2 separate regions of the Sus scrofa genome follow, and region 2 is linked to region 1. A link is a contact called in public Hi-C data. All regions are on one chromosome and are shown on one strand. Each heading gives the region's core, a stretch centred on a gene start, on an enhancer-like site or on the middle of the called end of the contact. The rest is flanking DNA. Distances are from core to core; before and after follow the strand shown. Region 1 overlaps RYR1 (ryanodine receptor 1). Region 2 holds the start of EIF3K (eukaryotic translation initiation factor 3 subunit K).

The links. A called contact is a pair of places that touch in the nucleus more often than the background predicts.
Region 2: a Hi-C map of skeletal muscle shows a contact between it and region 1, with 2.4 times the contacts expected there. The contact joins the promoter of EIF3K here to the enhancer-like site in region 1. A contact is called at or near these places in 1 of 5 promoter capture datasets (liver), 6 of 47 Hi-C or Micro-C datasets (embryonic fibroblasts, liver, skeletal muscle and 1 more) and 1 of 2 datasets of contacts at active chromatin or transcription factors (alveolar macrophages).

The regions. Positions count from the first base shown.
Region 1 is chr6:47,402,366-47,408,432 of Sscrofa11.1, reverse strand. RYR1 (ryanodine receptor 1) reads right to left here. Exons shown (of 109, transcript NM_001001534.1): 65 at 2,735-2,816; 66 at 2,104-2,234; 67 at 1,523-1,855; 68 at 385-625. Among named protein-coding and RNA genes, the nearest start is that of RYR1, 66 kb to the right of the region's middle. Within about 2 kb of position 2,567, at least 3 of the 83 cell types and tissues checked have an H3K27ac peak or open chromatin away from gene starts, as enhancers often do. A contact at or near this core is called in skeletal muscle, where this site is marked.
Region 2 is chr6:47,474,023-47,480,089 of Sscrofa11.1, reverse strand. EIF3K (eukaryotic translation initiation factor 3 subunit K) reads right to left here and starts at 3,906. Exons shown (of 8, transcript XM_003127119.5): 1 at 3,747-3,906; 2 at 2,522-2,620. The coding sequence starts at 3,805. It overlaps MAP4K1 (mitogen-activated protein kinase kinase kinase kinase 1), which reads left to right and starts at 5,000. Exons shown (of 32, transcript XM_021094343.1): 1 at 5,000-5,216; 2 at 5,385-5,442; 3 at 5,576-5,666. The coding sequence starts at 5,118.

The DNA.
Region 1 (6,067 bases), core at 1,318-3,817:
TGATAACCTGTGCTTGCCCTTTTATAAAGATCTACATTTCTGGGAAAATCAGGCTGGCCAGATCTGGACTATCTTCCGGTCTTCTCTCAGTGATGGAGAAAGGCCAGACCACTGGACTTCACTGCGCAATCAGAGAGCCCGTGTCCTCCAGCCCAGAGACATAGTGCTGGACTGGGGAAGTAGGGCTCCTTATGGCTAACCCTGCAACCATCACAGGGCCTCAGATTCAGGAGGTTTAAAGGAGCAGAAGGGGAGGAAACCCAAGAAGGCCGGCTTTTCCTGGGCCATATCGGAGGATCGAGTGAGGATTGCAAGAAATTTATAGCACATCAGAGGTGAGAGGTCATGCTGGGGTGTGAGTGATGACGGCTGGGGACGGCTGACCTGTTGTTGTCCACGTAGCGGATGAGCAGTGGGTAGAGGGCATACAGGTCCCGGCAGAGCACAGAGAACTCATCCCGCACCAGGAGCTCCCCTTCCTCGGCTTCTGCCTTGGCCTCCAGGCGCAGCTGCTCCTCCTCGGCCACCACCTTCCCGGCCCGTTTGCGCAGCCGCCCGATGGTGGGGATGAAGTGTGAGTGCAGGAGCTCGGGCCGGGCCCGGCTCACGATGGGCTGGGCGAACACTGCAGAGGCAGAGGGTGCATGTCCTGCTGCAGGCCACCGACCTATGACCTCTGAGCCCACGCCCGGTCTCTGGTCCCATCCCATGACCCCTGACCTGTCCCTCTGACCCCACGGAACATGGATCCCAGCCTGACCCTGGCTTCTGATCCCAGCTTCTACCTCTGATCCCACTCTTGACCTCAGGCTGTGACATCTACATAGTCCCAGATCCTTGATCCCAACCAGAACCCTTGACCTGAAACGGTGACCCTCAACCTGACACAAGTTCTTGACCTCTGACCCCAACAACTGAATCCTAACCTGATATCTAACCGTAGGCCATGACATCTCACCCCAGTCTTCAACCTCTGACCTGGACTATACCCAGACTTAACTCACCACATAATTTCTGACTATGTCCCCTGGCTTCCTACTGCAGCCTCTGACCTCTGACCCTGGCCTCTGATCCCAGCCCAGATCTCTAGTTTGGCCCTGATCCAAAACTCAAGTCCTGACATACAACTTCTGAACCGGGAATCCCAATCTTTTAAAGACTCATTTCTTGACCTCTGACCCAGAACCCTAATTGTCCATATTAGGGACCTGGATGTTTGACCTGGTCCTTTGACCCTTTGTAGAAGGAACTCAGCCTTCTGACCTAGCTCCTAACCCTTGTTCTAACTCTCTCCAAGGCTCCAGAAATCCAGAATCCAGCCTGGAGAACCCCGGCATCCTTAAGAGCCTGAGATTTTGATCCCTTAGGATGACCTCTGGCCTTGCAACCCCCAAAATCTTCCCCACTCTCAGGAAATCATGGACCCCTCTGAGGGATCGCCCTCTGAGACCATCAGATCAAGGCACCTGAGCCCCAGGGCACTGGCCCCAGTTCTCAGGAGCCGGGTGCCTGCCAGACCCACCGGCCAGCCGCTTCATCCATGAGGCCTCGTCGATGCCCAAGTTGTTGACGATGATCCGCAGGATGTTTCCCAGCAGGGAGTTGAGGTGGTCGGAAGTGACAGCTGTGCAGGGCGGAGGGGCTCCCGCGGGCAGGGCGGGTGGGGGCGCCTCGGGCCCGCGTTCCCACCAGCGGGGCAGGTAGCTGCACAGCATGGGCAGTGTGATCTCAATGACGTGTGGCATCTCCGTGTAGCGGGCCCCCGACTCGGCCAGCCCCCCGATGTCTGCCATGAGCCGCTCCAGCACCGGAATATCCGGGCACATCTCCTCCACGCTGTTGGGGAGCCCCAGGACTGGGGTGCAAGGAGGGTCAACCCATCATGCCCAGACCCATCATGCCCAGACCTCAGACCTCAGTGTCCACACCACAAACCAGAGCCCCACAAACTCTGGGATTCCCCACTCTGGAGCACCCCCAAGCTGGGGACTCCTCAGCCCCTTGGGGCCCAGACTGGGCCACACCACCTCCATCATGGGTCTCCCCAGCCCTGCACGGGCAGAATATAACCCTTGACAGCTGCCCCAGCCACATCCAACTTACTGGCCCGCTCCCGGGGAGACTTGGTGGTGTACACTGAGCAGGCATTGTACTCGTTCAGCTGGGGCTCCAGGAATGCCACTGGCATGGCTGCTGCCAGGCGGGCCAGGCACTCACCGAGGGCTGGCCGCAGCCTGGAAGAGGAGGCTGTGCTTAGTTCCCACGCCCCCTCTGCCCAGTCCTGGATCCCAGTCCCCTCCTCCACGCAAGTGCCTCTCCCCAGGACCCTTTGGAGCAGAGAGGCTATTCATCGGGGGTCACTGATACGGCCGTCTCCCTGGCTTTCCTAAATGCCCTCTTGCTTCTCCGGTAATCCTAGCACTGCCAGCGGCTCTCCCCAGGGCTCCTAGTATGCCTGGCTCCTGTGTGTCACCATAGTTTCTGCGTGACCCTGCCGCCACTGGAGAACAGCCTGGCATCCTGGCCCCCAACCAGTCGGCTCCACTTGCTTCCCATGCCTTCCTCAGTGCGCCCCCACATGGCCACCCTGAGGAACTGCAGTTGCCACAGTGCGCACGTCTGTTGAAGAGCGACCGCGTCCCATCTCTTCTCTCACCTCCATCCTCACCCGCGCCCTCCCCTCCCTGAGCCCCCTCAGTACCCAGCCCAGCCCCCATGGGCTGTCTCTCCTTACTTTTCCACGTAAGGGTTCCTGGTGGTTCCCAGAGAGTAGATACTGCACAGCGTTCGATAGCAAGAGACCTGAACGTCATCCACTGAGGGAAAGAGGGAGGGCGGGTGTCCACACAGGTTCCTCCCAACCCACTCCCTTGTCACCAGTGATGGGACAGCGCAGGGCCTGTACAGCCAGCCTACCCTTTACTAGGTTTGTGAGTTAAGCAAGGACCAACTCTCTCTTGGCCTCGATTTTCCTATCTGTAAAATGTGGATAATTACAGTATCCTCCTCGTAGGGTTATTTTGAGGATTAAATGAGTTAATACATGAAAAGCAATGGGAAGAGGGTGCGCAGCAAGCACTCGGTGAAGGCTGCTTGTTGTTCTTTCCTTAGAGAGGAGTCATGGATGTCTTTGATGACAGCAAAGGGACGCTCTCTCCAGAAAATACAAAGAGACAGCCAATCCAGACTCCAGGCATGGCTACCCACATACCACCCAAAGGCCAGGTTAAGAACCTCAGCAACTTCATAAATGTCATGAGGCAAAAAGAGGGTAGGGGGACTGTTCTAAATTGATGAGTAATGACATAGAGTTCCCATTGCGGTGCAACGGGACCAGTGGTGTCTCTGCAGCACTGGGATCTGGCCTGGCACATGGGCATTTGCTGTAGCTGCAGTGTAGGTCACAACTATGGCTCAGATCTGATGCCTGGCCCGGGAACTCCATATGCGGTGGGGCAGCCAAAAAAGTGAAAAAAAAGTAATGATAGAGACATAACAACCAAATGCAATGAGAGAAAAAACTTAACTGAATTTTTTAAAAAAGCAAAGACATTTTGAGGGTAACAGGGAAACTCACCTATTGTCAGGTTAAGTATGATACTAATATTGTGCTTACATGAGAGAAATTCTCATTCCAGGTGCTGAAGCCTAAATATTCAGGAATGAGGTGTCACTGTGTGTGCAACTCACATTCAGAAGTTCAACAAAAAGTTTGTAAATACTGTCCCTCATTAAGTGAAAGGTCAAACAAATGGGGCAAACTGTTGGGGTTATTTTATTTTATTTTTTTGTCATTTTAGGGTTGCACCCTCAGCATATGGAGGTTCCCAGTTTAGGAGTCAAACGGGATCGGCAGCCGCCACAGCTACAACAACGCCAGTACCCAGCCATGAATGCAACTTACACCACAGCTCACGGCAATGCCAGATCCCTGAGCGAGGCCAGGGATCGAACCTGCATCTTCATGGATGCTAGTTGGATTTCTTTCTGCTGAGCCATGATGGGAACCCCCAAGGGCAAATTGTTTTTTTGTTTTTTTGGTTGTTGTTGTTGTTTTTGTCTTTTTGCCATTTCTTGGGCTGCTCCTGCGGCATATGGAGGTTCCCAGGCTAGGGGTCCAATCGGAGCTGTAGCCGTCAGCCTACACCACCACTACAGCAACTTGGGATCCAAGCCGCGTCTTCAACCTACACCACAGCTCACAGCAACGCCAGATCCTTAACCCACTGAGCAAGGCCAGGGATTGAACCCACAACCTCATGGTTCCTAGTTGGATTCGTTAACCACTGCGCCATGATGGTAACTACAAGGGCAAATTGTTAATAATTCTCTCCTTTCTACTCTTCTGTATTTAAAAAAAAACCAAAAAACAAAAAAAACAGTGGTCGCACCTGTGGCACATGGAAGTTCCCAAGCCAGGGGTGGAGCCACAGCCACTGGAGAAGCAACACTAAATAGTTATGCTGCGAGTCACAGGGGAAGTCCTACTTTTCTGTATGTTTTCAAAATTTCAAATGTCAGGGTATGAGAAGAACCCCATCCAAGCGTTACTGTTCCCTTTTTTTTTTTTTTAGGGCCAAACCCGCTGCACATGGAAGTTTCTGGGCTAAGGGTCGAATCAAAGCTGCAGCTGCCAGCTGACACCACAGCCATAGCAATGCATGATCCAAGCCATGTCTTCAACTTACACCACAGCTCACGGCGACACCGGATCCCTGACCCACCATGCAAGGCCAGGGATCAAACCCACATCCTCAAGGTTACTAGTTGGATTTGCTTCCGCTGCACCACAATGGGGACTCCTGACAGCTCTTATTTTTATCACTTACAAAAAAGTAGGGAGCTGAGATGGCCCTCCCCTTCCCCCAGGGCCCCACAGCCTGCCTGGACACTTCCGCCTGGGTAGCCATCCCCTGGGGCCTCACAACTGACCTTGGCATCTCCTACAAATGTGTTACTTCTTCCAGTCTGTCTCATGGAGGCCCCACTGTCCCCAGGTCCCCAGGCCAAGGCCCTGACTCTGGATGCCTCCCCTTCGCAACCTGCCTCTTCAGCCTCCCAAACTTCCCTCCCATCAGCCCCTCCAGCCTTTCCCCACCTCCAGCCTGGCCCATGTCGCAACTTGGAAGGCTTTTTGGAGGACCTGAACACACCCTGTCATGACTCCCGACCAGGTGTTTCATCTTGCCGGTGTCTCATTAAGGTCATTTTGTTACACACTGTATGTGCTATGTCACTAGATCCCAGGTCACACAATACAGGTGCCATTCGGTTGGATAAACAGAGCAGGCGCTGCTCACTGACCCCCAGTATCTGTCCTTACCTCCTTTCTGCTCTGCTCTCCTACCTAGCCCGACACACGACCTCCCAGACTAAAGCCCACTTTCCTAGCCTTCTTTGCAGTGACCTGTGACCATGCGCTGAGTCCTGGCTAATAGGATGAATGTGAGAGAAGTGATGTGGGCCACTCCTGGGCTGTTCCTTTCAAAGTAGTGAGGTGCTCTCCTCTGCTTTTTCTCCTCTCCTTCTGGTAGAATGAGAATGTGATGGCACACCCTCTTGAAGCAAAAGGATAAAGGCAGTATTTTAGGGACAGCAGAGCAAGAAGATGGAAGGAACCTGGGCTTCTGACATCACAACCAACCAACAAGTAGATTGTTACATGAGAAAGAAATATAATTCTGGGAGTTCTCTTCATGGTTCAGCAGTTAATGAACCGACTAGGATCCATGAGGATGTGGGTTCAATCCGTGGCCTTGCACAGTGAATTAAGAATCCGGTGTTGCTGTGAGCTGTGGTGTAGGTCATATGCATGGCTCAGATCCCGTGTGGCTGTGGCTGGCAGCTACAGATCCAATTCTACCCCTAGCCCAGGAACTTCCATATGCTGCAGGTGCAGCCCTAAAAAAATATATATATATACATATATACTTCTAACTGGTTTAAGCTACAGTGACTTAGGTCTTTTGTCAGAGCTACAGAATTAACACTCATTCTGTTACCCACCACCCACCACTGCACTGAATTGAATGCACACTTTGCTTATGGAAATAAATCCTCTCAATAA
Region 2 (6,067 bases), core at 2,657-5,156, 70 kb before region 1:
CCAACTTCCCTGGCTTCCTAGTCTAGCACATCGAGAAAAGTTATATGCGATCCAAAAAATATATTTAAAACTCAAGACAACTCAATGCCCAAACCCCAAAAAACCCTACTAAAAAATGGGAGAAGACCTGAATAGACATTTTTCCAAAGAAGATGTACCGATCAACACAGACACACAAAAAGATGCACGACAATGATAATCATCCGGGAGATTCAAATCAAAACCACGATGAGCTGTCACTTCACACCTGTCAGAAAGGCCAAGGATGTGGAGAAGAGACCACTCTGGTACATCTGTTGGTGGAAATGTAATTGGTGCAGCCACTATGGAAGACAATATAAAGGTTCCCCCCAGAAATGAAAAAAATAGAACTACCAGGGAGTTCCTGCTGTGGCTCAGTGGGTTTAAGAATCTGACTCGTATCCATGAGGATGTGGGTTCAATCCCTCGTGTCGCTCAGTGGGTTAAGGATCCAGCGTTACCGTGAGCTGTGGTGTAGGTTGAAGGCTTGGCTCAGGTCTGGCGTTGCTATGGCTGTGTAGCTGCAGCTCTGATTCAACCCCTAGCCTGGGAACTTCCATGTGCCGTGGGTGCGGCCCTAAAAAGACAAACAGAAACAGAACTACCAGAAATTCCTGCTGTGGTGCCACAGGATACATGAATCTCTGCAGCACTGAGACACAGGTTCGACCCCTGGGCCAGCACAGTGGGTTAAAGGATCCAGCGTTGCCGCAGTTTACGCTGAAACTGTGGTTGGATCTGATCCCTGGCCTTGGAACTCCATACGCCATAGGGAGGCCAAAAAAGGGGGAAAAGAAAGAACCAGCCACCTAAATGTCCATCAACAGATGAGTGGACTAAGAAGATGTGGTATATAAACACAATGGAATACTACTTGGTCATAAAAAGGAGTGAAATAATGCCATTCACAGCAACATGGATGCAACCAGAGATGATCACACTCAGTAAAGTCAGAAAGAGAAAGACAAGTACCACACGACATCACTTATACATGGAATCTCAAATATGGCACAAATAAACATATCTACAAAACAAAAACAGACTCACAAACATAGAGAACAGATTTGTGGTTATCAAGGGGGAGGAGGGAGAGCAGGATAGACTGACAGCCTGTGGTGAGTAAATGCAACTATTACATTTATAATAGACCAACAACAAGATCCTACCAGAGAGTACAGGGAACCATAACCAATCTTTTGGGATAAACCATGATAGAAAAGAACATTAAAAATAAAAATAAGTATATATATATATATATATATATATATATATATATATATATATATCTGGATAACTAAGTCATTTTGCTGTACAGGAGAAATTGGCACAACATTATACCAACAATTATTAAAAAAAAAAAAAATACTACCATATGACCCAGCAATTCCAACCTGAGTACACATCCAAAGATAACAAAAACACTAAGTCGAAAAGACACATGCACCCCAATGTTCACAGCAGCACTATTTATGACAGCCAAGACATGGGAGCACTCTAGGTGTCCACTAACAAATGAATGGATAAAACGGGATACACACACAAGGGAACATCACCCAGCCATGAAAGAATGAAATTTTGCCCTTTGCAATGACATGAATGGACCTCAATACGCTTAGTGAAATAAGCTGAAGAAAGACAAATACTGTACGTTTTGACTAATATGTGGAACCTAAAAGATGACAACGGATGACTATAATGAAACAAAAACAAACCCAAATATACAGAACAAACTAGTGGTTACCAGAGGGGAGCAGGGTGGGAGGGAGGCAAGACAGGCGGGCGAAGGAGATTAAGAGATACAAACTGGTAGATATAAAATAAGTAAGATACAAGGATGTAACATACAGCACAGACTATAACCAATTTTTTTTTTTTTTTTTTTTTTTTTTGTCTTTTTGCTATTTCTTGGGCCGCTCCCACGGCATATGGAGGTTCCCAGGCTAGGGGTCCAATTGGAGCTGTAGCCACCGGCCTACGCCAGAGTCACAGCAACATGGGATCCGAGCCGCGTCTGCAACCTACACCACAGCTCACCGTCTGCAACCTACACCACAGCTCACCGCAACGCCGGATCGTTAACCCACTGAGCAAGGCCAGGGACCGAACCCGCAACCTCATGGTTCCTAGTCGGATTTGTTAACCACTGCGCCATGACAGGAACTCCATCAATGTTTTATATAACCATGTTTTTGGCCATACTTGCAGCATATGGAAGTTTCAAGGATAAAACCCATGCCACAGCGGTGACAACGCTGGATCTTTAACCTGCTGAGCCACCAGAGAACTCTTATATTGACTTTAAATGGAATAAAATCTATAAACACATCCAATTGTTATGTTTCACACCTGAAAATATAACACTGTACATCAATTACATTTCAACTTAAAAGAGAGAGAAGCCACATCCTGTGGGCCACCCCCAACTCCCACCCTACCCAGTATTGGGAGCGGCACCTTGCTGGCTACTGACACAGTGGTGGGAACAGATGCAGACACTCACAGTTTCAGAACAGCCAGGTTGGCTTCCAGATCATAGGCATTCTCCTTAGCCTGTGTCTCCACATAGCGCTCCAGGGTGGCCAGATTCTCAGGATTATACCTAGAGGAGAAACAAGATGGGTGAGCAGAAAAGAGAGGAGCTGAGGTCAGTCGCTCTGTGGGGCCGGGGTGAGAGGGGACACTGTAGCCTGCTCCTCCCTCTTCCTTTCTTGCTTCCCTCCAGATCTGTCACTGGTCACTTGCTCTACTCAAATACCGAATCAGCTCTATAACCTCTAACAAAACTTATCCACATCCCAGACCTAAGCCTAAGCTCTAGCCCCCGTGTATTTTTTTTTTTTCTTAAGGCCGCACCCTTGGCCGCATATGTAGGTTCCCAGGCTAGGGGCTGAATCAGAGCTACAGTTGCTGGCCCACACCACAGCCACAGCAACGCAGGATCCGAGCCGCATCTGCAACCTATACCACAGCTCACAGCAACACCAGATCCTTAATCCACTGAGAAAGGCCAGGGATTGTACCCGCAACCTCAGGGTTCCTAGTCAGAAGTGTTTCCGCTGTGCCACGATGAGAACTCTATCAGCCCTGTGTCTTTTCTAGGATGTCTCCTCAACCTCTCAGCCAACCAGCCCTGGCAGCATGTATACCTGGCCTCCAGGACATCTTTGCCAGGCACCCCTTTCTCCCCTCCCCAGGCCCCACTCAGGTCTAGCACCATCTTCTCCTGCCTAGCATCCCCCCATCCCAGCCCTGACCACTTCTGGCTACCACTACCACTGCCTATTGGCAGGTTTGTCTAGACTCTGAACCGGGAACTCCGTGAAAGCACAGCCTGTGACTCTCTTGGTCACTTCTGGTTCGCAGCAGTGCCCAGCACTGACAAAACAGATTTTAGTAAACATGTATTGGATGAATGATATGGGAGGGGGGAGAGAGAAAGAGGCACTGAGAGAGACAGACTGAGGAGGAGAGAAAGGAAAGTGAGGGGAAGCCGAGAAGCAGAGAGAGAGGCCTTACATCAATTAAAAAAGGGAGGACTGAGCGGTAGACAAGCTTATCGCCCGCCATAAGGCCTCTGCAGTGCTGTTTCCTTAAACATCTCCAAGACGACTGAAAAAACCCCACTCCCGGGCAAGCCCAGGATCCAGACCACCCTTGCTGTCTCCCGAAAAATCCCCTCCTCCATCCTGCTTGGCCAGAAGCGCTCCCTCTGACCAGGTTCAGACCTGTCGATACCCTTGAGCAACTTGCCCACGTTCGCTCTCATCTGCTCAAACATCGCCATGACTACTCTTGCCTCCCACACCGGGACTGAAGCCGAAGATCCTACAGGCACGGCGTCCTCGAGGACCGGAAAAGGAACTGCGGGTGGAGACGGAAACTACGTCACTGTTTCCTCTCCAGCCCTGGAGGCGAAGATGGAGGAGGCTCTAGCTGCGGCTGCCGCGCTTTCCGGCTGCCACGTGACTTCTTCCCAGCGTGCGCAGTTGGCGCGTGCGCATACGCTCCACTTGAGCAGGACCAAAGGCGTGAGTAAAAGACCAGTCTAGTTCAGTGCGCAGGCGCCCTCTCGAGGCGAGGAGGCGGGGCTGAGCTTTTCCCGGGCCTTGCGTACCCAGTCCTAGTCTCTGGGATGTGCGCGCGAGGTCCCTGGGAAGGAGGTGAATCCCTGACGGCGAGCACGCACGTCGCGCTGCGCGCTGTGGTGAACTCAAAACTGTGTTGGAATGCACTTGTTGAAGTCCCTTTGGGCCATGGCCAAGTCCCGAGGAAGGTGCTCTCGGAGGCCCCCTTTGCTCCAGGCCTCGACCCCTGAGGCAGGATCTAGAGCACCGCAGTTTCCAGCCCTGAACCGGGTCCCCAAGCTCCAACCTAACGCCAGGGTTAGCGGCCCGCAAAGCCGCTGTGCTCTGCTGGCAATGGCCGGGGTGAGAGGCTACTGAAACCCCACAGCTCACGCCCAGTCCCTATAGGCTCCAGTCTTGTGGGTGAAGGCGAGCGCCTCGTGAGTTATGTGCAGATTCTTCACACTGCAGGCATGAATGCACATGCATGTGTTATGTATGTGGAGGTATATGCTCTGAGTACTTTCACACGTATCGACTGCCCTTTGCACCGCACAGGGGTTACCACTAAGTGCATGTATGCGCTCCAGGTGAACAGTGACATACACTGCATGGCCATCTCTGTGCAGACCTGCCATCTCCCGGTCGTGGCCAAACTCTCAAGCACTCAGCTGAGGTTCAACTGTAGTTTTTGGCCGCCACCCAGAATGGGGGAAGGAGTGTTAGGGCACCCTCCGGGTCACAATTAAGATAGTTTGCATCTGGTTTACATTCAGCCTGGAAGTGAAGGGGGGGGTCCCCTGGGTCCCAAGGCAAGCTGCCCCTAACAGGCTCTCAGGGCCCAGGGGACAGGGGGTGGAGCCGGCTGCACAGCCCTGAGCTGGGGCAGGAAGCGAGAGTGGGGAGGGGGGAGGCCACAGCGGGTGGAGGCAAGGCGGGTGCAGGGCGTGTGGGGAGGGAGGGAGGTGCCAGCGATCTGAGCCCTGAGGCCCTGCTGGCCCCTGGGCGCAGGCCCGGCTCTGGCCCCCAGGAATGGACCTCGTGGACCCCGACATTTTTAATAGGGATCCCCGGGACCACTACGACCTGCTGCAGCGGCTGGGTGGCGGCACCTATGGGGAAGTCTTCAAGGTGAGGAACTCTGTCCTTCTCCATCACCCTCAAGCCAGTGACCTTTGGGGGGAGACCCAAGAAGGGAAGGGGATGCGAGAGGGTCCCGGTCCCTGGTTTTGGTTCAGGGATGCTGAGGAGGACTCAGGCAAATGGAGCCCGCCTGACTGCCAACTTCCCCTTTACAAGGCTCGAGACAAGGTGACGGGGGACCTGGTGGCATTGAAGATGGTGAAGATGGAGCCTGGTGAGGACAGGACCCAGGAGCTCCTTCCCCACACCCCCCACCTCCCGGGATGGTGGCGCCCCCCCCTCCCTGACTCCCTCCTCCCCACACTCCCTCCCTGCAGCGGCCTTTTCTCTTCTGCCCTTCCTTGCAGACGATGATGTGTCCACACTTCAGAAGGAAATCCTCATCTTGAAAACCTGTCGGCACGCCAACATCGTGGCCTACCACGGCAGTTATCTCTGGTGATGAGCCCCAGACCTGCCCTGGCACCCAGCCCGGCCTCCACCCCCAAACTCCCGTTCCTGACCAGGGGACCCCCTAACCTGACCTCCAATCCTGGACCAAAGTCCCACTTTTTTGACCAGATCGAATCTCCAATCCAGAACTCTCATTTCTGACCCGGGGGCCCTCCAGTTGATCCCTTCATAGTAACCAAACCTGAAAACGAGTCCCCTAAAACGCATCTTTCACCGTCCTGCTCTTCAGGTCCCCCACTTTCACTTTCTGTTCCTGAAGGTGAACCCCTTAATTTCCTGACCCCCCAATTAATATCCCAGATGCCTCGGTCATGATCTCTGTTCCCCAGACCTGGCATCCTGGGCTCCTCTGTCCCCATCGAACTTCCACAACCTGTGAGACCCGT